Linked DNA regions of Mus musculus: all the other regions are linked to region 1. A link is a contact called in public HiChIP or PLAC-seq and promoter capture Hi-C data. All regions are on one chromosome and are shown on one strand. Each heading gives the region's core, a stretch centred on a gene start, on an enhancer-like site or on the middle of the called end of the contact. The rest is flanking DNA. Distances are from core to core; before and after follow the strand shown. Region 1 holds the start of Hkdc1 (hexokinase domain containing 1). Region 2 overlaps Macroh2a2 (macroH2A.2 histone). Region 3 holds the start of Rufy2 (RUN and FYVE domain-containing 2). Region 4 overlaps Gm51765 (a long non-coding RNA gene).

Region 1 (5,192 bases), core at 809-3,308:
CAAATACATCAATATATTGAACTGGAAACGAATGTCAGACAGTGGCCTTCTTTTTGACTTCCTGTCATTCTGAGATTTCCAAACACAGTGCAAGGGTCTAATGAATAATCTTGGAAGGCAAGCATCCCAGGACCTTGACAACTCCAGGGGCAGGAAGCGTGTAAACCGTCGGACAGGAACCACTGAATTACCACACAGACAACACACTTTGCCTTTAGACGAGCTGTTTTTGGCCTGTGGAGGAATGTCCTCCAAGCTGTGAGTCAGACTGGCTACAAACCAGTCTACTCACAAGCCCAAGAGACCTGCTGGGCCCTTGATTAGGCTTGGGGGATTCATGACTTTCTTGCTTTTCACCGTGAGGGGAGGAACTCAACCCAGGTATTGACAGAGGCTCTGGAATGCCTTGTTTGAACCTGTTCCTGGGCTGGTGGACAAACATGCTCCAGCCTTATCCCAGGCTAGAACAAAAGGTGAGCCACTGTACGGAGTCGGGGGGATGAAGTGACTGCAAACTAAAGGTTTCAGTCTCAAAGATTATCCTTAGGGCTGGCCTCTCCGCCCAGCTGGGAGAAACAGCAATGAGTTCTGAAACAGGGCTGCAAAGGACTTTACACCCCTCAAGCAGTCAGCAGAGGGGGTTCTGGGAATCTAGTCCAACAAATGACAGAATGAAAAGCTGTCAAAGCAAATGGGTTTCTACTCTCCGGCTTGCCCTGGCTCTCATGGACTGCAGACAGGCGGCGTTTACCCACTAGCAAAGAAGGGGCTACAAGGGGGCCATACTTCTTCTTTCAAAGTTTGAAAAGCATTTAGAAGGCTAGAGGAGGCATCTGCCAGTTTCAGTGTACTGTTAGTGCCCGGGTGACCTTGGCAGAGTCTGGTTGCCCAGAGGACTCCTGTTGTCAATGGAGATGCTACATCCTCCTCCTTGCAGCTGTCAGCAGCCAGTGAGTGTGACCAGGGACACAGGCTGCACTCATTTTAGCTGCCAGGAGATAATCCTGGTCTCATCAGTCAACTAGAGCCCATCTTGATTTTGTAGCTGGGGCAAAGTAGCCAAAAAACTCTGACCTATTAATAGGACAATAGGACATGCTGAAAATTACAACTGTGTTAAAATGTACATGCCAGCCATGCCGAGTAGGTTGTAATTCCAGGCACTTGGGAGACTGAGATTGTAGTCTCAGACCAGAGTGGGCCATATAAGACCCTGTGTCAAAATCATAAAATAAACCCCAGGTTTTCTCTTGGTGCCTTTATTTCCATTTGATTTCAAACACATGAATAATCGGATGCACTTTTAAAAGTTCTCTTTCTAGCCGGGCGTGGTGGCACACGCCTTTAATCTTAGCACTTGGGAGGCAGAAGCAGGCAGATTTCTGAGTTCGAGGCCACCCTGGTCTACAAAGTGAGTTCCAGGACAGCCAGGGCTATACAAAGAAACCCTGTCTCGAAAAACCAACCAAACAAACAAACAAAAAGATCTCTTTCTTTATAAACGACTCACCTTCGTCGTGGCCTTGCCCCTAAATGGCCCTGAATTGGGCACAAAGTTCCTAGAACTTTTTGAAGACTTCCAATTTCCCATATTTGCCAAGAGGCTCTGACTGAAAGCCGGGACGAGGGACAATGAGCAATGTGGGACACTTACTACCTCTTCCTCCCTGAGACATTCACTGGTATTGGCTCCCTGTATCTTTTCCAATAAAGTCTCTTAAATACTTTTTCCTTTCCTGCTGGGGCTTGAACCCAGGACGTTATAGAAGCTAGGTAAGCACTCTAGAGCTGCCCTCCCCACCCCTGCCCCAGTGCCTTAATTCCTTTTGCTGTTGAGAGGGAGTCTGTTGGGTCTGTCAGCGTAGACTGGGCCAGACACCTCAGCTTCAGAGTCCTTACCTTCTTGATCTGGTCCTCCTTCAGCTTGGTGAAGTAAAACGCCACCAAGTGTACTGCAAACATGTTCCCAAGTGCGGTTGTTCCCGAGAGCGCCGAGTCTTCAGTACACTCTCTGTCTGCGGAGTGCTGCACGCCTCTAGTTTGGGCGGGGAGGTGGGTGCTTGGGCTAAATACTTCCAGCTGCTCGGTTCAATGATTAAACTTCGCCCGTCTTTGGTCCCTCCCTCCGCCACACACTCGATTGTCTAACAGGAGGCTCTGGTGGGAGCTGAAGGTAAGCAGAGGGGAAGGCTGGGGATTGATGGCTCACTTGACTATTTGAGAACTGAGCATCGAGAAAATCTTGTTGCTAAGTGACACACTAAGGCCTGTGCTCTAAGACCACTCAGCTAAGGAAAAGCTTGTGAGAAGTTGGGGGTGGGGTGGGGGGAGCAAAACAGAGCCAATTTATGAACTAAATCCCAGTTCCAGAATTCCTCTTCTCAGCGAGGCAACAGGACTGTAGACTCCTGGTATCCTAGGCAGCGTCTTTGGTTTTGTTTTTTGTTTCCAGATGGGTTTCACTGGTATTGGCTCCCTGTATCTTTTCCAATAAAGTCTCTTAAATACTTTTTCCTTTCCTGCTGGGGCTTGAACCCAGGACGTCATAGAAGCTAGGTAAGCACTCTAGAGCTGCCCTCCCCACCCCTGCCCCAGTGCCTTAATTCCTTTTGCTGTTGAGAGGGAGTTCGTGTTATAAGGAGTACTGTGTAAAACTGGCTGCTCTGGCTGTGGACCAGGCTGGCCTCGAACTCAGAGATCCACCTGCCTCTGCCTCCCGAGTACTGGGATTAAAGCTGTGTGCCACTGCTGCCTGGCTTCTGAGGCACCATCTTAACTAAGGCTAAGCAGTGTCCTGGTCCTGCAGATTCAAAAAAAAAAAAAAATGCTGAGACAATTCCTCTACTGTGGCAGATAAGCTAATGAGAAGTAATCAATACTCCACAGTGGTAAGCCAGACAGCCTTTAGTAGCTTGGGGCTGCTCTCTCTCTCTCTCTCTCTCTGTGTGTGTGTGTGTGTGTGTGTGTGTGTGTGTGTTGGGAGGTGGGGGCATTAAGAATGGAAGCCACCAGGCCCTGCTGGAGTGCTGCGCAGGAAGGATGTACTACCATTGAGACACCTGGTTTCTTGCCCTCTGCTCTCACCATGCGTGGTATGAGAAGGATCTGCCACATGGGAACACAACCTTTTGCAGTCCTCCCAGCCACTGGCTGGTTAGTGAATTCAGTGATGGCCAGCAAGGCCATCCACTCCAGGATGGGATATGAGATTATGACAAGGAGTGGGCAGAAGGAAAACAACCAAAATCAAAGACTTCTACAGTGTCCAGTAGCCTGGGAGTGAGGCAGGCAGGCAGGCAGCCTATGGGATTTCACTGAGGCAAAGGACAGCAAAGGCTGTTCGTGTTATAAGGCGTACTGTGTGTTGTCTAAGCACAGGAGAGCATGTCCCCTTCAGGTGTGAGTTAGCTAAGTAACCTGAGGCTTAATGACTATTAAAGGTCATGTGCATCCAGAGTATCTAGACAGACCATTTTGTAGCAGCTAGCCCAGAATGTCTGGGTGTGAAGTCATTAGCAGCCGCTGCCATGGATGGGGACTTTATTCATCCCATCTTATAGATCAGGAAGCTGGCCCTGAAGTGCTTAGTGTCTTCCTCAAAATCACGGTTGTGAATGCTTCAGCCAGGAAGCAACCCCAGAAATGTGATTCCAGAGCCCAGCTCATGACCAGTACTCAAGGCCAACTCTCCAACGCACCTTCCACCCAGTGCTCATCTGGTAACTACTAAGACTCTGCGAGGTTGAAGTTTCAGCAAAGCTGGAAAGTTAAGCACAGACAGCATTTCAGTAGACCCTCCCCAACAGGGAAAGGGGTTTCCTGAAAAACAAAGTCCTGACTCCACTCTTCCAAACACTAAGAAAACACACTGTAAAATTCAGTCGACTAGCCGGGCATGGTGGCACATGCCTTTAATCCCAGCACTTGGGAGGCAGAGGCAGGCAGATTTCTGAGTTCGAGGCCAGTTTGGTCTATAAAGTGAGTTCCAGAACAGCCAGGGATATACAGAGAAACCCTGTTTCGAAAAAACAAAACAAAACAAATCAGCCAACTAGATGGCTACGGGCACCCAGTGTCTCTTGGCTTCCACTGACCAGGTGGCCTCTGGATAAGCTGTGTCATTCTGGTCAGCTTATATCCTCAACTCTGCCTGCTCTTCTGCACACTCTTCCCAGTGACAGCAATGACTGACCGCTGCCTGCTTGGGGCCTTTCACGGCTGCCTCTTTTCAACGCACCGGAAGTCTGCCTTAGGCCAGTCTTCATGAAATGATTACATACTTTACCCAGACTGACATAACAGCCTCCCTGATGGGGAAACCTCGACCCTTTCCATCTGTTTACTCCCAGGCTATGACTTTTATCTCCTTTGCTTATCGCACAAGCAAACAAAAGGTTAACCTTCAGTTCCAGAAATGTAGAACTGCTGCTACTCGGGGTGGTCTCAGACAACATCCTGGGCAGCCTGCCTGTCCAAGAACCATACTGTTACCTCAATTACCTCCCAAACGCCTGGGTGCCAACAAGGCCATCCACTCCAGGCTGGGATATGAGATTATGACAAGGAGTGGGCAGAAGGAAAGCAACCAAAATCAAAGACTTCTACAGTCTCCAGTAGCCTGGGAGTGAGGCAGGCAGGCAGGCAGCCTATGAGATTTCACTGAGGCAAAGGACAGCAAAGGCTGTTCGTGTTATAGGGAGTACTGTGTGTTGTCTAAGCACAGGAGAGCATGTCCCCTTCAGGTGTGAGTTAGCTAAGTAACCTGAGGCTTAATGACTATTAAAGGTCATGTGCATCCAGAGTATCGGGACAGACCATTTTATAGTAGCTAGCCCAGAATATCTGGGTGTGAAGTCATGGACTTTGCTTAAGGACACACTGAGTATTACCACTGTTGTAATAGGTAATACGGATCGCTCACTTGACCTAGGACCTCAACCAACTCAGGAAGAGCAGCTCTCTACACACACACACACACACACACACACACACACACACACACACACACACACACACACACACACACCCCTTCCAGAGTTCTGCTTTGATCCATTAAGGCCTCATCTAAGCCCAAAGCAGCATGTGCTCTCCTTTAGGTACTGAGCCTGGCAGGGAGCCAGGCAGGAGGGCCAGACAGCCCACTAAACCTTCCTATTTACTTAGAACGCATGTGGCGCTTACGAGGTGCTTTG
Region 2 (4,959 bases), core at 2,019-4,518, 670 kb before region 1:
ATCCCTCTCTCCCTCTCTTGTGTTGCTGAGTACGGAACCTTGGACTTCCCTCTTGCTAAGCATGTCATCTTCCACAGATCCACGTCCCAGCAGGGAGGAATACCCCAATCTGAAAAACCTCAATCCAAACCTTTCCAAATGCCAACACAACACGGCCAGTCCAACATTCCACACCTGGTCTCTTGTCATGGGTGGGTCACTGTGCTATGTGTGACACATGACTGGACCCCATCTCCCTTGGGAGCATGGGGAAGGTGTTGTGTGTTGCTCAAACACTGTTCAAGTCTGTTGAAGTCACTATCAGTGTTAATAATAAAAAGTTCTTCTGAAAGGCATTTTAACAATTCATGTATTCTTTATGTGTATGAGTGTTTTGCTTGAATGTCTGTCTGTGCACCCTGTGTGTGCCTTGTGCCCATCAATGGCTTCGCCTGAGTGGCGTTTTTGGCTCTCCTTTTTGTAACACAGGCAGAGGGGAGGACATAAAAACGCAGCAGCGAAGGCAGACTGGCAGCAATAGTGGCAGCTGCGTGGCAGTAGCAGCAGCAGCGGCGGCGGCAGCTGAGCAGTTGGCAGGATGAGCTACCAAGGGGGCCAGGTGCCGAATGACAGCTGAGCTGTTTGAGGTCCAATCACTTGCACCTGGGGCCTCAGGCGGAGGGACAACTGAGTCCGAGAGAGCTGTGTGGACACTGGACTGGACCCTGCCACTTCTCCAACCCCCCAGGCCTTACCTATCTCTTCCTTGAGGTCGATCTCGGCTGTGGTTGGGTGGACGATGCCCTCCACCCTCATGGAGCCAATATGGCTGATGTCACTCTGGGTCAGGGATAGCTGCGTTAGGAAGAAAAGATGGTGACGATAGGAAGAAGATGAACTTCCTCATTGAAAAGCGTTTCAGTGTAACGGTCAGCATCGCTTTTCTCAACCATCCAGGTTGAGGGTCAGCACAGGGGCTCAAAATACCAGTGGTTTCTTTTGTTTTGAGAAAGGGCCTCAGGGAGCTTAGGCTGGCCTTGAATTCACTGGGGAAGCCAGTGCTTGTCGTCAGCTCCTCTGCCTCTACCTCCCAATGCTGGTATCACAGCCCCAAGCCACCATGCTTTGGAGACCAGCAGCCTGCCATCATTGCCCGGAACAGACATGGACTCTCCCATCTTCTTTCTCTCTTGTCATTTGTGTGTCTTTTGTTCCTCACCCCGGTCACCCGGGTCACCTCTGGCACATCTCAGTAGCTGTGTGGAAAGTAGCCCAGGCTTGCTCTCTCCTAACTCCTTCAGGAGTACAGAACTCTTGGGAGGATGTCTGTGGTCTTGCTGGGGACAAGGAGTGGGCTCTGGGTTCCCACCCTGCCCTTACCTGTGACAACTGCCACCCCCCAACCCCTCTTCTGTGCTAGGGGTCCATTCAAAGCTTTGTGGGTGCCAGGGAAACATTCTATCCTTGAGCTGCACCCTCAGCTGGAGCACCACATTCTTGGAGCTGTCTTATGTGGTTTTGGCAGAGTAGAAGGAAGAACATTTCCCAGTGTCTTCTCCAGGGAGCAGGAACCTTCTGATTCTCTAGGTAAGTTTGGGAGCAAGTCCTTGGTCCTGGAGGAGACATACATGCCACCTCTTTGTGTCTCGGTTATTATTATTTTTTTAATATCAGAAACGAATAAGGAACCTGCCACTCTCTGCTCCCTGGAGACCTTGTGGTCCCCAGCTGTCTGGATGGGGCTACATCTATCTCACTTGATGCAGGCTGAGACCAGGCAGCACGCAGAGATCCGCCTCACTGGCTACTTCTTCCCTGTGCGTCTTATTTCAGCCCCGGGTTGGCTCCGTAGACAATCTGTCTGCTCGGTGAATTTGACGCTCATAGAAATGAATTATTTGCATGTCTGGCAGGATGCTGAGAAATTGCTGGAATATACCCTGTTAGGTTTTTATCTTTTTCCCCTCCCTGCAGCTAAGGAAGGAAGGCAGACTGAATAATTGACAAATAATTCATTCCTAGCACCCGTCATATTCAAGAAACATATATTGCTATTCTCTGCCTCTGTTAAATGACATTTCATCATGGAAGCTAGGCCTCTTCAAGCCTGGCTGGCAGTTAGCAATAGATTTTTCTTGGTGGGTGAAGACATAGCTGGGGCTTGGGGATTCCCCAGCAGAACCAGGATGCCGTCCTATTGTCCCGATCCTCTAGGCAGACTTTAGGCTGACCTAACGTTGACCAGCACCCAATAGCCTGCTCTAGAAATATTTATGACACCTGGACGGAGGAGGCATCTCAGCTTTGTGAGCAGTGGCATATACAGAGGCACTTACTGCAGCCCAGTCTGTGTTATTACCTTCTGCCCCAGAACGAGGCTCTTCGAAGACAAGATGGTGAAGCCATCTCCCGGCCCATCCTCCGAGGTGGAATTTGATGTTCCTTCTTTATCGCTGTCCTTTGCTTTAGACTGTGGGTGAAACCAGAGGGAAAGATGAGGACCAGTCCAGAGAGGTTCCCACCCTGGGATTGGGGGACAGTCTTTCCATGGCCACTAACAGCGTGAGTATAAAGGGAAGTGGTCAGGCGACAGACGCTGGACGATCTGTTCTCAGTGAATGTGGCTGTCAAGTGTATTCTGCTACTGAGTTGCATTCCCGGTCCCTCTCTGCTCCCTTCCACTCTACTCTTCTCCCTCTCCTCTCCCTCCTCCTCTCCCTCTCTCCCTTTCTTTCTTCTCCCATCTTTTTGATGGTGCAGGAAGAAAACGTTTTCAGTTTGGAAACCTTCAGTTCCAGGGAGCGGGAACTTCCTGATTCTCTAGATAAGTTTGGGAGAAAGTTCATAGCCCTGGAGGGGACATACATGCCACCTCTTCATGTCTCAGGGTTTTTTTTTTTGTTTTTGTTTTTGTTTTTTTTTTTTTTTCAATACAGGGTTTCTCCCATATAGTCCTGGCTGTCCTGGAACTCACTTTGTAGACCAGGCTGGCCTCGAACTCAGAAATCCGCCTGTCTCTGCCTCCCAAGTGCTGAGATTAAAGGTGTGTGCTACCACCACACGGCTTTTTTTTTTTTTTTTTTTAAATATCAGAAATGAATAAGGAACCTGTCACTCTCTGCTCCCTGGAGACCTTGTGGTCCCCAGCTGTCTAGATGGGGATACATCTATCTCACTTGATGCAGGCTGAGGCCAGGCAGCACGCAGAGATCCGCCTCACTGGCTACTTCCCCGGGTGTGTGTGTTTGACATTCATACACACCCATCATTGTGCCTTGCCTACCCCTCCCCCTATCGGAGGGTGTCTATGGGTTGAACTCAGGGTGTCAGCCAATCGTGTGCTTCTGAGCCATACCCCAGGCCGGGGAAACAGTAAACAGGAAAGAAACGGCTAACACAATATGGACGGTGATACAGCTCAGTGGGTAGAGAGTCACACGTAGGAAGCCCTGGGTTTGACCAATAAATGAGGCCCAATAGCATACAACTAATCCAGGAACTCAGGAGGTGGACACTGCAGGGTCAGAAGTCCAAGGTCATCCTTGGCTACATAGACAAGTGAGGCCAACCTGGGCTACAAGAGCTACTGTCTCAAACAATGAAACCAAACCAAACCAAACCAAACCAAACCAAACCAAACCAAACCAAACCAAACCACACCTGGTATCATAACAATGATTATGGGAGCCCACAGGCCCCTGTAGTCTTTTGTGTCTAAGATTTATAAGCACCTAAGCCAATGGTTCTCAACCTGTGGGTCTTGACCTCTTTGGGGTCAAATGACCCCTTCACATAAGAGTTGCAAGTCAGCTATCCTGCACATCAGATATTTACACTGTGATTCATAACAGTAGCAAAGTCGCAGCTATGAAGTAGCAACGAAAATAATTTTATGGTTAAGGGGTCACTACAAGGTGAGAGTCTGTATTAAAGGGTCACAGCACTAGGATGTTTGAGAAGCACTGAATTCGAAGCCAAGCGGCTAGGTCAAGAAGCTACATTCACGCTGGGCCTCCCTCCTCACCAGGATTGTCCTGGGGCCCAGTGGCAGTGGCACGAACTCTTGTATGCTATTTTGTTATGGTGGAGATCGGCAGAGCGACAATCTAAGCACTCTGTTGTTTCTCTGAACCGCCAGTGATGGAAGTGTTTGGTGTCTCTGCTGCTCAGGGCTGCTGCGCATGTGAAAGGTTGCTTACTGGATCTGAGGAGCCAAGCTTTCAATGGAATTATTATTACTGTTGTCGTCGTTGTTTTCGAAACGCTTGGGAGAAGGCCTAGCACCTCTCTCCCCAGTCCCCTGCATGCTGGGTGATGTTCCACCATTAAGCTATACCTCTAGTTAAAATTTTTGTTTTCGAGACAAGGTTTCTCTGTGTAGCCCTGGGTCTTGGAACCCACTCTGTAGACCAGGCTGGCCTTGAACTCAGATATCCACCTGCCTCTGCTTCCCGAGTGCTGGGGTTGAATTAAAGATGTGTGCCACCATGCCTAGCTCCAAACTCCTGCCACTTTGACTTCCTGCTCCATGATGGTTTATATCCTTGAACTACACTCCTTCTCCCTCAAGTATTTTATTACAGCGTTGGGGATAGGGAAACCAAGGCGGACACTAGCCTTGCATGTGAAGGAAGTGTCCCCACGATATCGCCACTGCTCAAAGATCCCACCTAATCACATCCCTTGGGGGTTACGTTTCCAGAAAGAAGCAGGGTGCCTACTATGGGAATAGCTGGCTCTCAAAAGGCTCCACCGCTCACCTTCTTGGACGTCCGTGGCTTGGTGGCCTTGGATTTCTTACCCCCCTTCTTGCCTGATGCGGCCTTCCTTCCTCTTTTCTCTGGGGGTGGGGAGAGGATCGTCTCTGACTTGCCTTTGGTCCCTCGCTTCTTGGCCAGCAGTTCGGGGTGGATTCTCGGCAGGACACCCCCACTGGCGATAGTCACTCCTTTCAGTAGCTGAGAGAGGAATGTAAAAAGC
Region 3 (5,171 bases), core at 642-3,141, 560 kb after region 1:
AAAGCATGGGCCGGGCCATAGCATTGTCCAGCATATTTTAACACAAGGGGGTTGAGCAAGGACTTAAAACATTGGTGACTGGGCCTTATCAGGGTCACCTGGTTTCAAGGTCCTTGATTCAGATTTGCAGTCAGGTCTCCCCCTGGACTCTGGTCTGGAATTCAGAATGATAAGGGAACAAAGGAGTGGGCAAGCTGCATGCAGTCAGGTAGTTCACCCCCAGCAATGCTTGCATGCCTTGTTTTAGATAAGGCAACCCCCCCTTTACTGGATAACAGACAAACATGAAACCCCTGAAGAAGCAGAATAAGTGTTGGGTCTGGGGCCTGGGACCATGAACTCAGTTTTGACTCTGCCAGCAGAATGGACGTTGGTCCCGAGACAGCTGGATTCAGGCAACTATCTCTTAACATTCTAAACCAGAGTGTTGAGTTAACATTGTGACTTGCATCTGTCTACCCACTTTTGGTGGTTTAAGTTTTTGAGATGGGTTTATTAGCTCCGGAATCAAGATCTGCTTGCTTTTGCCTGAAGGGTGGATCCCGGGGTTATAGGTATATGACAGGCAGCACACCCAGGTGCCTGTTGCAAGTTTTATCTATGGCAAGTTGAAAGGCAGGAGGAAGCATTCATGTGTGTGTGTGTGCCTGTGCATTTTTTAAAAGACAGCCCTGTATAACCCAGGCTGGCCTTGAAATCTCGAATGTCTGGGAGAATGATCTTGAACTGTGTTGTACAGGACTGAGTCAAAACTACCACTGTTTTCAGCAAACTGGCCTACATCTGCTTGCAAAAGATCACAGCTGGGCAAGTTGACTTGAATTCCCTCATAGGAGGGCAGGGAGGGAGGGTCATGGGACCTTCACAGGAACAACCAGTCTTTCTCTTGCAAGCTGTTGTATGCAATTCTACCCTAACTGCAAATGGCCTTAGGGAGGAACTAACATATAGGAAGGGAGGGGCTAGTGGAGGGGTGACTATCTGCAGCCAGGAAGGAGTCATCATTCCTAGAGGGATTTCGAAGTCCTCCCCAGTATCCCCCATAACTCACTGCTTCTTCAGCGGGAACGGTGTTAATCATTTTTGGTGTGTCCTCAGAATTTTGGAAGCATTTGGTAGACGTTGTTTACACCTCACTAAGGAAAGGATTTTTTTTTTTTTTTTAAGCAACAAACACTCTAGGTCTTTCCTCCAACTCCTAAGAGTTGGTATTTTCTAGGTCCACCATACCCGCTTACAAAGTATCACATTTTGTTACATGGAACTGGGGTCTTGTGTCTTTCCTCCAACTCCTAAGAGTTGGTATTTTCTAGGTCCACCATACCCACTTACAAAGTATCACATTTTGTTACATGCAACAGGGGTTTTGTAGCTATCCTTAGACGACCTGGCACTTGTTAGGTAGCTCAGAGTAACCTCAAGGTCCTAGCAGTCCTCCTGCGTCCACTCCTGTTGAGTGCTGGGGTTAGCAGCTGGATTTAGTGTCTTCCTTTGAGACTAGGCGAGCTTCAAATCCATTATGTAAGTGAGCCTGGTCTTCAACTACGGATCCATCTAACTCCCATCTCTCAAATGCTGGCATTACAAGCCGCCGGCTCTGCTAATTGTGTGAGGTTTTCTAAAATCTGTCGGCTAGCTCCGAGTCGGCCGGTGTGTTCCTTAAACCCATCCAGCCTGCAAGGATGAAACCTTGACAGGTAGCTTGAGGCCCGCATCTACATCCTCCCTTGGCGCTGTGCCCCAGGTCCCCGTCACGCCTCTTTCTCTGACGCTGTCAGGGTTGGTCAAATGGGGGTTGGGGTGGGGGTGGGGGTGATCGGCGGGGACCAGCTTCACGCGGCCGTGGCGTCCTCCCGCCGCCAGGGGCGCTGTGGCAGCGCCGAGCCGGGCCAGACGCGGTGGCCGCCGCGCGCCTGCGGGGAGCTGCTGACCCGCTCCGCGAGCCCGTGTCCCGCACGCACCGCCGCCATGGGTAAGGGCAGCAGCCGGGGTCACCATCCTTCGCTTGGGTCACGCAGTCACCCGGGAACCGGGGGCTCCCGGGGTCTCCATGGCAACGTCCGCCCGCCCGCATCCCTGCGCCCCGCCCGCCCTGGGGCCTGGCGGCTGGGGTCGGCGGACGGGCGGGGACCAGGGCGTCCAGGGACAGGGATGGCTTCCCAGTCACGCGGATGCAGGGCGGAAGGCTGGGGAGGGGAGCGGTGTAGTGCCAGGAGCGCGCTCCGCGGGGCCCCCTTGCAGGCTGGGGGCGCAGAGGGAGCGGGGCCGCCTCTAGGGACTGCCGAGGAGCCCCACCTGCGGTCGCTGCTGCACAGCCGCTGTCCTAGGCTCCTCCGGTGCAGGTTACAGGTTGTGATGAACACTCTTAAAAAGAGAATTCTGCCGATTATTAAACGTCAGGTGGTTTCACTTCGGGAGCGGGGGTGGACGGAGGGAATCACACCTCGACGGAGAGTGGAGGAAAAGATGTGGCCATATCCTTCATCACCCAGCCGGGCTGTTTCAGATTGCGGAGGAAGTCAGCCTAAGAGAGCTGGGATGCAAACCATAGCCAAGTGCCAGAGCAAGGGGACTCTTGTTTTGTTATTCGAAACGGGTTCTCACTGCATAGTCCTGGCTGTCCAGGAGCTAGCTATGTAGACCAGGCTGGACTCGAACTCAGAGATTCCCTCCTGCCTCTGCCTCCCAAATTCTGGAATTAAAGTGTGTCGCACCACGCCCAGCTGTTTTGTTTTGTTTTGAGTGGGCCACTAAATTGTGAACGCACTGACCACCTGGGTTTGTCATTTACTTGAAGGTTGTTTTTGAGACAGGTCTCTCTATATAGCATTGGCTGCCTCAGAACACTCTGTTTAGACCAGGCTGGACCCAAGAATCACAGACGCTGGGACTACAGAAACAGCTACATGGCAGAGTTCTCTGGAGATTAATAAATGTTAGGTTTGGTTTTCACATCTCTTTTGCTATCTTCGCAGAAAAATATTTGTGCCACTCGGCAGTGTTTAGAGTGTTGGGGGAACAGCTGGTTTAAAAAAAATTATTTTTATTTTTAATGAGTGTGTACCTGAGTGTAGGGGCCTCCAGAGGCGTCGGGTCTCCCTGGAGTTGGAGTTAAGCGCTTACCACAGGTATGGGGAATTAACCTCTTTCCAGCCCGTACTAGAATTTTTTTCTTTCCTTTTTTTTTTTTTTTTTCTTTTCTTTTGACCTGGGAGTTGTGTTTTTTTCGAGACAGGGTCTTACTGTGTAACCCTGGCCGGCCTGGAACCAATCTCCTAGTTGCTTAGGTCAAAGGCACAGAAGACTACCTTGGGTTTGTCAAAATATTTTGATTTTTTTTTTTTTTTTCTGTTGTTGTTGTTTTCCCTGTGATGTTTGTTCTGGGAGATTCTGGAATCTGATAACTTTACCTTTTATTTTGTTGCTAGTGTATTTTGATTTTTTTTTTTTTTGAGACAGTTTTAATATGTGGGCCTGGCTGTCCTCACTCTGTAGACTAGACTAGCCTCTAACTCAAGTGCTAGGATTAAAGATGCAAGCCACCACTGCCTGATTTTGAAATAAAGGTGTGTATGTGTGTGTGTGTGTGTTGACCTCAGAGGTCAAAAGAGGGCATTTGGCCACCTGGTGCTAGAGTTACAAGTAGGTGTGAACCATCTTAGTGGATGCTGGGAACCAAATTTTGGCTTTTTGGAAGAACAGCAAATGCTCTTAATGACTGAGCCATTTCTTTAGCCTCTTATTCTTGCTTGGAAATCATTAGACCTAGACCATGCCTGCTACCCACCATTTGCAAAATCCTCAAACATGTGGCTTGTACTTGCAAGCTTATCTTTACTGAAAGCCATTTTACCTTAAGATGTGTGTAGTAGGTAGGCACAGTGGGCCGTGGCTAGTGATTGTGTGCGTGCGTGTGTGTGCTCGAGCACGCAGTAGGTAGACACAAATGTGCTGTGCCTGATAAATGACGGTCAGAGACATTCTCTCCGGCTTGTGGGTTCTGGATGGAGCTCAAGTGGTCCGTCCCGCACATCCTCTCTAAGCAATCTCACCAGCCAGAAAATAAAGCTTATTATTCTCTGTGTGGAGTCTTGAGGATAGTTCATAAGCATGGCCACAGTGGGCGTGGATGGTGCTTTGCTGTGGCTTGTGAGAGAGAAGAAAGAGGCCGTGTTGTGGCAACCTGGCCTGAGGAGCTATCCGGCTGCCAAGCACGGGAGAGCAGACTTCCACGGGGAAGGACAGATCTGTGGATTCGCCACTGTTGTCTTGTCCTGGGGATGATGTTGGGCTTTCTTGCATTTTTTCAGCTACAAAGGACCCCACAGCCGTGGAGAGAGCCAACCTGTTAAACATGGCTAAACTGAGTATCAAAGGGCTCATCGAGTCTGCCCTGAGCTTCGGCCGCACGCTGGACTCTGACTACCCTCCTCTGCAGCAGTTCTTCGTGGTCATGGAACATTGTCTGAAACACGGCCTGAAAGGTATGACGAGACCCCCAAATCAGTCGGCCTTCCGCTCCCTTGCTTCTCACCCTTGATGTCCTTGGAGAAATAGTTTTTTTTTTTTTAAAGATTTATTTATTTATTATATGTAAGTACACTGTAGTTGAATTCAGATACACCAGAAGAGGGCATCAGATCTCATTACGGGTGGTTGTGAGCCACCATGTGGTTGCTGGGATTTGAACTTCGGACCTTCAGAAGAGCAGTCAGGTGCCCTTACCCACTGAGCCATCTCACCAGCCCCGGAGAAATAGTTTTAAGGCCATAGTTGCCGTCATTATTTTTGCATTTTATTTTGTTTTATTTATTTATTTTTTTAAGATTTATTTACTTATGAGTACACTGTCTCTGTCTTCAGACACACCAGAAGAGGGCATCAAATCCCATTACAGATGGCTGTGAGCCACCATGTGGGTGCTGGGAATTGAACTCAGGACCTCTGGAAGAGCAGTCAGTGCTCTTAACCGCTGAGCCAACTGAGACAGCCCTATTTTGCATTTTAAATCTGAATGTTGGGCCAATGGAATGGCTTGCCACGCGAGCTGGAAGACTCCACTTTGATCTTTGGAGTCTAGGTTAAGGTGTGTTGATTTCAGGAGAATGTATTAATTACTGTTGTGATTCCTAGTACATGATCTTCAGAAAAATTTTTTTGTTTGTTTGTTT
Region 4 (5,553 bases), core at 1,330-3,829, 590 kb before region 1:
ACTGATGACATCGGTGTGGTTGGAGTCACCCCCCCCTCCCCCACGACTTCACCTGCGGGGGCAGGGGGTTTCAGTGTTCTCTCTCTCTCTCTCTCTCTCTTGACAGTGTTGGGGGTTGAACCCAGGGACTTGGGTGGGCTAGGCAAGAGCTACTCAACCCAAATATGGTTAATTGTTTTTCTTCCTTCTTTTCTTTCAGAAGACCTCTCTAACTTAAAAGAGTGGTACACGTCTCTGGGCAGCATGCCAAGGTCATATTTCAAAGACCAAGTTAATTTTCATGGTGAGTTGGTTTTTTTTCTTTCCATTTGGAACATTCCAGTCGCACTGAACTTTGATTCCTGTACTTTGTAAAACTGAGGGTTGGAACAGGGTCGGGGTCGAAGACACAAGCCTCTGTTCTCTGGGAAGGCCTTAGACTCCTGCGGCACTTCTACGGCTGGGGGCTGGGGAGAGACCACCCAGCAGGCTCTGCTGTGTGGCAGGCCATAGGGTTTTAATCCGTGAAGAAGAGAAGGAGCGGGGGTATTTTAAACAGGCAAGGATTTGTATTAGCTGGGGACACAGTGTCCCCTGCACTTGTGGAGTGCTGACCCTGGCCACCTGGGGGTGTTTTCCCTCTCTGGCCATTTAACCTGAAACTTACTGAACAGAAGAAAGGGAAATGCCTGTCTCTGACCCAGAACATTCAGTTCTGGCCAACTGAACCACTGATAACCGGAAATCAAGTCAGAAACGGAAAGGGAAAACCCAGCAGAGAGCCCAGGTTTTTGAAACAGCGCCTGGTAGCGGGGAGGAGCGTCTGAAGCCTTGAAAAGGGCCAGGCCCAGAAGTCCGCATCTATTAGCAAAGCGCTTTCCCCGTGTCAGCACAAAAATGAACAGACTTTCTGTGTATCCCAGGGGATTACAAGAAAAGTGAAAAGAGTGCACAGGCGGGGGCAGAGAAATCAAAATGAAGAATATAATAAAACCACACCGAAGAGGATCAGAATAAAACAAAATAAAGGAAAGAAACAGAACTGAAGACATCAGGACAGGAGGAAAGGTGCTGGCAGGTGGGAAGCTGGCAGTAAGCAGAGCGACAGACGTACACTGGGTACGGGCAGTCAAAATCCCAGCTCACCAAGTCCTGGAGAAACAACAGAAAGTCAATTCATAGTTAGGTACACCAACGAAGCCGGTTTAAATACTGTACCAAATGCACCAAATAGGGAAACAAACGTTTCAACGGGAAGGTCCAGAGAGAAGCTGCGGAGTGACCGGATGCTTCAATAGCAGCTGGAAGGACGCGCCCATGGCGCTGGGTGGTGGGTGCGCAGTTTACAGGGGGGTTATTGGAAACCATCAGTTTTCTCTAGAAGCTGTTTGCCTGGTGGGATGGCATTTCCGCTATCTCCCTGAATTAGGCGGTGGGGCACCTCGTCTTTCTTAGAACTCAAGCTCTTAGACACATGGAATTACGAAATGTCTTTTTCCAGTGGTAGCTAGAGGCGACTTTGTGCCTGGTGAGCTCTAGTCCAGTCACGCGGGCTTGTAGACCCGAGTTGGTGGAGAAAAGCCACGGTGAGAGACACAGGACCTCAGCCTGGGAGGGCCCACAGTTTCAGTATCACAAGGGTGTGTTTGAGCCCGGGGCCATTGGATGCTAACAAAAGCCAGCGGGCTCTAAGTTACCAGCCAGCAGCTTTTGTAGTCAGTATTGCTCCTGGGCAAGGGCTCAGGTGACACCTGCTTCATAACCCGGTCTGAATCCAGCCATATTCCCAGAGATGTCACCCATGGATAGACCCACAGGGACCGATGCCAACACGTCTGCTTGGCCCAGAAAGCACAAATGAGTATGTCAACAACTTCATCAAATCGCTGATAGACCATTTTCACTGTAGAGCGCATGCGTTGACGTTGAGCACTAACCGCGGTGAAGCCAGGGACTGCAGAATCCCAGTAGTTCATGAGAAACACCGGGAACGTAGGGGGACTCGACGGCCAAAGGGCTTGCTTGCTTGTTTTTGGCCAAGTCGTAAACCAAAGAGCTGGTTTTAAAGTAAAAGAATCATTATTCCTTTGGTCTTCTCTATTAGAGATGCAGTCCCAGATCCCAGCAGCCCATACACCGGAGGGAAACTAGGTGCATTCCCAAAGAAAAACAAAGACACATCTGGAAGCATTCTGTGAGGCTTTTCCAGCATGGGGGATACTCAATCGGCCTTTGTTCACAGTCCTCCATCATGCTTTGGTGGGCAAGCGGGTGACCATCAGCGCTGGCCTGAGCGGAGTTAGGCTTTAAATCTGAAGGCCCGCGTGATTGCGAGGTTATGAAGAGCAAAACTTGCAGATACAAGGACAAATATGAAGGAAATCAAAGAAAAGTTCCTGAATCTTACATCCGGTGCTCCTTTTTCATTTAAGCTCTGAAGTTGGCCACTCTTCTTTATGGAGATAGTGTCACAGACCTGGAGTCTGTTTCGGGGACAACTAAATTAAAAACCAACAGGAAGATTCCTGGCTCTGCTTTTAATCACGAGGCCAAAACAATGACAAGGTGGAGCGCCTCTTCCCTAATCACAATAGATCAGACTTAGAATGGAGACCCAAGGGAAAGCAAACACAAGTATTAGGTTTCTCTCTGGTGGGAACAGAGAACAATAGAGCTGGGGGGGGGGGGTCAAGGTCAAGACAACTTTCAGTGTATCTTCTTCCTCTGAAGTGGAACCTTGCAGAGCTGCGGGGGTGGGTGGGTGGTTGGGGAGGAGAATGGGGGTAGAGGCCCAAAGTGATGGGGATGGAGGCAGGAGATAGGGCCAAGTGATCTGGGAGGGGTGGGGGTGGAGGGTGGGGGAGAGAATTGGAAAATGAAAAGGCGGTGGGGGGATGGTGGTGGAGAGTGCTAGGATGAGACAAGAAACCACCAGGGGCTGATGGGAGCAGGGGCAGAGGTAGAGAGAGCAAGGGTGAAGGGACCATCTGAACTGCGGGCCTGGGGGGCCATTTTCTTTGGAGAGTGTCATATCCGGGACAGGACTGCTGAGGGTTTTTGAAACCAGTTGGTGAAGACCCAGAACAGCACAGGAAGGTACAAACCCTCCCAGCTCTCTGACTATCCATTTCCTCCAAACAAGAAGCAAGCCACAGAGCTCTCTGCATGGATGTCAAAGCCAACTGTGGTGTCCAGGTACCTGTCAGCCAGGAGGGGTTCTGGGTGTTGGCAAGTGAACTCTTTTTGTGGTAAAGCACTTTGGGGTGGGGTGGGGTTTCCACACAGTTCTGCAGGCACCAGCTGTGCAGGCTCTGGGATGCCATCGATGAAGAGGTGCAAGTGGCCTCCAAGGTAAGGTTTAGCGGATGAAAACGGAAGATCAGAGGAGAAACCATTCAAAGCACAAATGAAAAGATTATTTTGCTTGAGTGTCCACACAGACATCACAGACAGACACACAGAAGGTGCCAGGAAACTGGATTCAAGCAAATGGCCTTTTCATTGACACAAGAGACCTGCAGCGTGGGCGGGTCCACAAGAAAAACAAAAATCACAAATAACTTCATCAGGGTCCAACCTACAGCGTCTTGGACAGCTTGGCACCATTCTGAAAATTAATTTCTGGTGTTTAGAAAATATAACCAACCCTTATTCATCGAAATGCAGTGCAAGACATGGGGGGTGGAACCTGACCTACAGACACTCTGGGATGGTTTTTTTTCAGGCTTAAGACATGAGGGTGCCCATACGGAGAATGTCCCCAGATGTATAAGGAGGACACAGATGGGCAGCTGAAAGGAGGAAGGATGCTGGGGCGCAGGAACCAGCATTCCCGTTCTCACCACGAAACAGCCTGGGGGTGGGGGTGGGTGAGGGTGGCTTTGGGGTAGCCAGGGAAAGAGAAAAACCTTATTTAACTGGGTAACTAGAATTTTAAAGCAAGAGGTATTATTTTTGTAAGTTGTTTGCTTTTCTCTTTCAAGAAAAGGAACCCTATGGACGTTTTTGGAATTTGATTTTAGAAAGCAACTTCCCGGGCTGGGGAGCGGGTTACTTAGCATCCAAGTGACTCCTCCCTCGTGCTTCTTTGCACGCGTGAGGAAAACCCCTTTTGAGTCCAGTTTCACCAGGAAATTTAATGACCCTTCCTTGAAGATTAACCAACACCCCCCCCTGTTTTTTTTTTTCTTCTTCTTCTTTTAAACACGAATATCTACTGCCCATCCCTGTCCCTACCCCCCTGTACGGCTCTTTCCATCTTCCAAATTTTTTTCCAGAGCTAGTCGTTTGTCACTTGAAGACAGGTAGCAAGTGAGATGTTGAAGTTGGTACTCAGACTCTAAGGCTCTTGGCCAGTGTCCCCTAGATAGCAAGCTGTGGCCAGGGCAAATACAGAGACATCAGGAGTGTGTGTGTGTGTGTGTGGGGGGGGTGTTTGGGAAACACATTTTCATTGGCTGTATCTTACGAGGCGCAATTCTCATTGGCTACACCTTAGGGCGGGGGCACATTCTCATTGGCTGGAGGAGTTTCGGGACGCTTACTTTGGCAAACGCAAACTGTTTTGCCTCCGCAAAAACAGTCTTTGGAATGAATGGAATGCAAGTAAAATGTCTCCTTTAAAATGGTTTCACAGTCTTTTTCACAGGGAGCCGTGGGACCCAGCAGAAAAGGTGATCAAGACGATGTTTATCTTCTTCCACTGGTGCTGATGCTGAGCCAGGTCTGATGGCAGGTGGTGGAGACTATCCAACTATGTACAAATGTCTAGGATCCCGCAAGCCATCCATAACCCTCAAGCCCATTTGCAAATGATATTGGAGGCATTCACTTCTCACATGCCCTGGGAATGGCGGGAGGGCTGGATAGCCGGTATTCTGGCCTTGGCAATCCTAGCATACCCACTAAGCCCCATGTCATGTCTAGATCCACTACGTGGAACCTTTGCCACGCCCAGTTGCACGCATGTGCCCTTGACCCCCAAAAGGAATCTAAGTCGGATCCATGCGGTTTCAGTAGCCCTAGTCGTGGAAAAAGGGCCACTGTTCCTTACTGGGCAAATGGATCCCCCGAAAAAGGGGGAAGAAGGAAGCTGCCACATGAAGATCGGAGCGGCACACCCCTCAAGTTCAGACATTATGAGTATGGGGGGGAACCCCCTACATGTGTTCAAAAGCATCAAAGAAAGATGCTGTTTCAGGTTCGAAGTTAAAACTCCCCTCTGTCTCAGAGGCTCCATCATGGTTTTCTTGGGGCAAGCTTTGAGATGGTAATTTATTCCAGATGGGATCTTTTCCATTTGAGTGCTGTTGCCCCTGAATGGCCTTCCAGTAATCTTTACTCCATGCCTAGGGAGCAGATTCTAGCTTGACCTCCCTGTCAGAGGTGAGGGAACCTCTGTCCCCTATTCAATGTCCCACCTGCTGCCTTGACACCTGGGGCCCGGCACTTTTGATAGCAGCTGTGAGTAAGAGATGTGCCCAGAACTGGAGGCTGAGTTTAGTGTTTGGGTTATTGTCAGTGTGACTCCCACATCTGTTGTCATAGCATAGGTAGCATGGCTGCCCTCCTTCA

Evidence for each region. Promoter capture Hi-C pulls out the DNA fragments that hold promoters and counts their contacts. HiChIP or PLAC-seq counts read pairs in DNA pulled down with a chosen protein or histone mark.
Region 2: a promoter capture Hi-C map of liver shows a contact between it and region 1, with 2.6 times the contacts expected there. The contact joins the enhancer-like site here to the promoter of Hkdc1 in region 1. A contact is called at or near these places in 5 of 39 promoter capture datasets (embryonic stem cells, liver and neural stem cells), 1 of 115 datasets of contacts at active chromatin or transcription factors (cardiomyocytes) and 1 of 9 other capture datasets (embryonic stem cells).
Region 3: a contact with region 1 is called in a promoter capture Hi-C map of cranial neural crest. The contact joins the promoter of Rufy2 here to the promoter of Hkdc1 in region 1.
Region 4: a contact with region 1 is called in an H3K27ac HiChIP or PLAC-seq map of embryonic stem cells, with 3 times the contacts expected there. The contact joins the enhancer-like site here to the promoter of Hkdc1 in region 1. A contact is called at or near these places in 6 of 39 promoter capture datasets (the C10 cell line, cranial neural crest, hippocampal neurons and 2 more), 1 of 115 datasets of contacts at active chromatin or transcription factors (embryonic stem cells) and 1 of 9 other capture datasets (embryonic stem cells).

What each region holds. Positions count from the first base shown.
Region 1 is chr10:62,420,399-62,425,590 of GRCm38.p6, forward strand. It overlaps Hkdc1 (hexokinase domain containing 1), which reads right to left and starts at 2,059. Exons shown (of 18, transcript NM_145419.1): 1 at 1,900-2,059. The coding sequence starts at 1,962. Gm30322 (a long non-coding RNA gene) reads left to right here and starts at 2,108. Exons shown (of 3, transcript XR_380484.3): 1 at 2,108-2,173.
Region 2 is chr10:61,746,938-61,751,896 of GRCm38.p6, forward strand. Macroh2a2 (macroH2A.2 histone) reads right to left here. Exons shown (of 9, transcript NM_207000.2): 4 at 4,740-4,937; 5 at 2,339-2,449; 6 at 735-834. Among named protein-coding and RNA genes, the nearest start is that of Mir5108, 25 kb to the right of the region's middle. Within about 2 kb of position 3,269, at least 33 of the 459 cell types and tissues checked have an H3K27ac peak or open chromatin away from gene starts, as enhancers often do. A contact at or near this core is called in embryonic stem cells and liver, where this site is marked.
Region 3 is chr10:62,978,361-62,983,531 of GRCm38.p6, forward strand. It overlaps Rufy2 (RUN and FYVE domain-containing 2), which reads left to right and starts at 1,892. Exons shown (of 18, transcript NM_027425.4): 1 at 1,892-1,972; 2 at 4,311-4,484. The coding sequence starts at 1,969.
Region 4 is chr10:61,826,537-61,832,089 of GRCm38.p6, forward strand. Gm51765 (a long non-coding RNA gene) reads left to right here. Exons shown (of 3, transcript XR_003948879.1): 2 at 200-283; 3 at 4,628-5,553. Among named protein-coding and RNA genes, the nearest start is that of Gm40674, 16 kb to the right of the region's middle. Within about 2 kb of position 2,580, at least 8 of the 459 cell types and tissues checked have an H3K27ac peak or open chromatin away from gene starts, as enhancers often do. A contact at or near this core is called in embryonic stem cells, where this site is marked.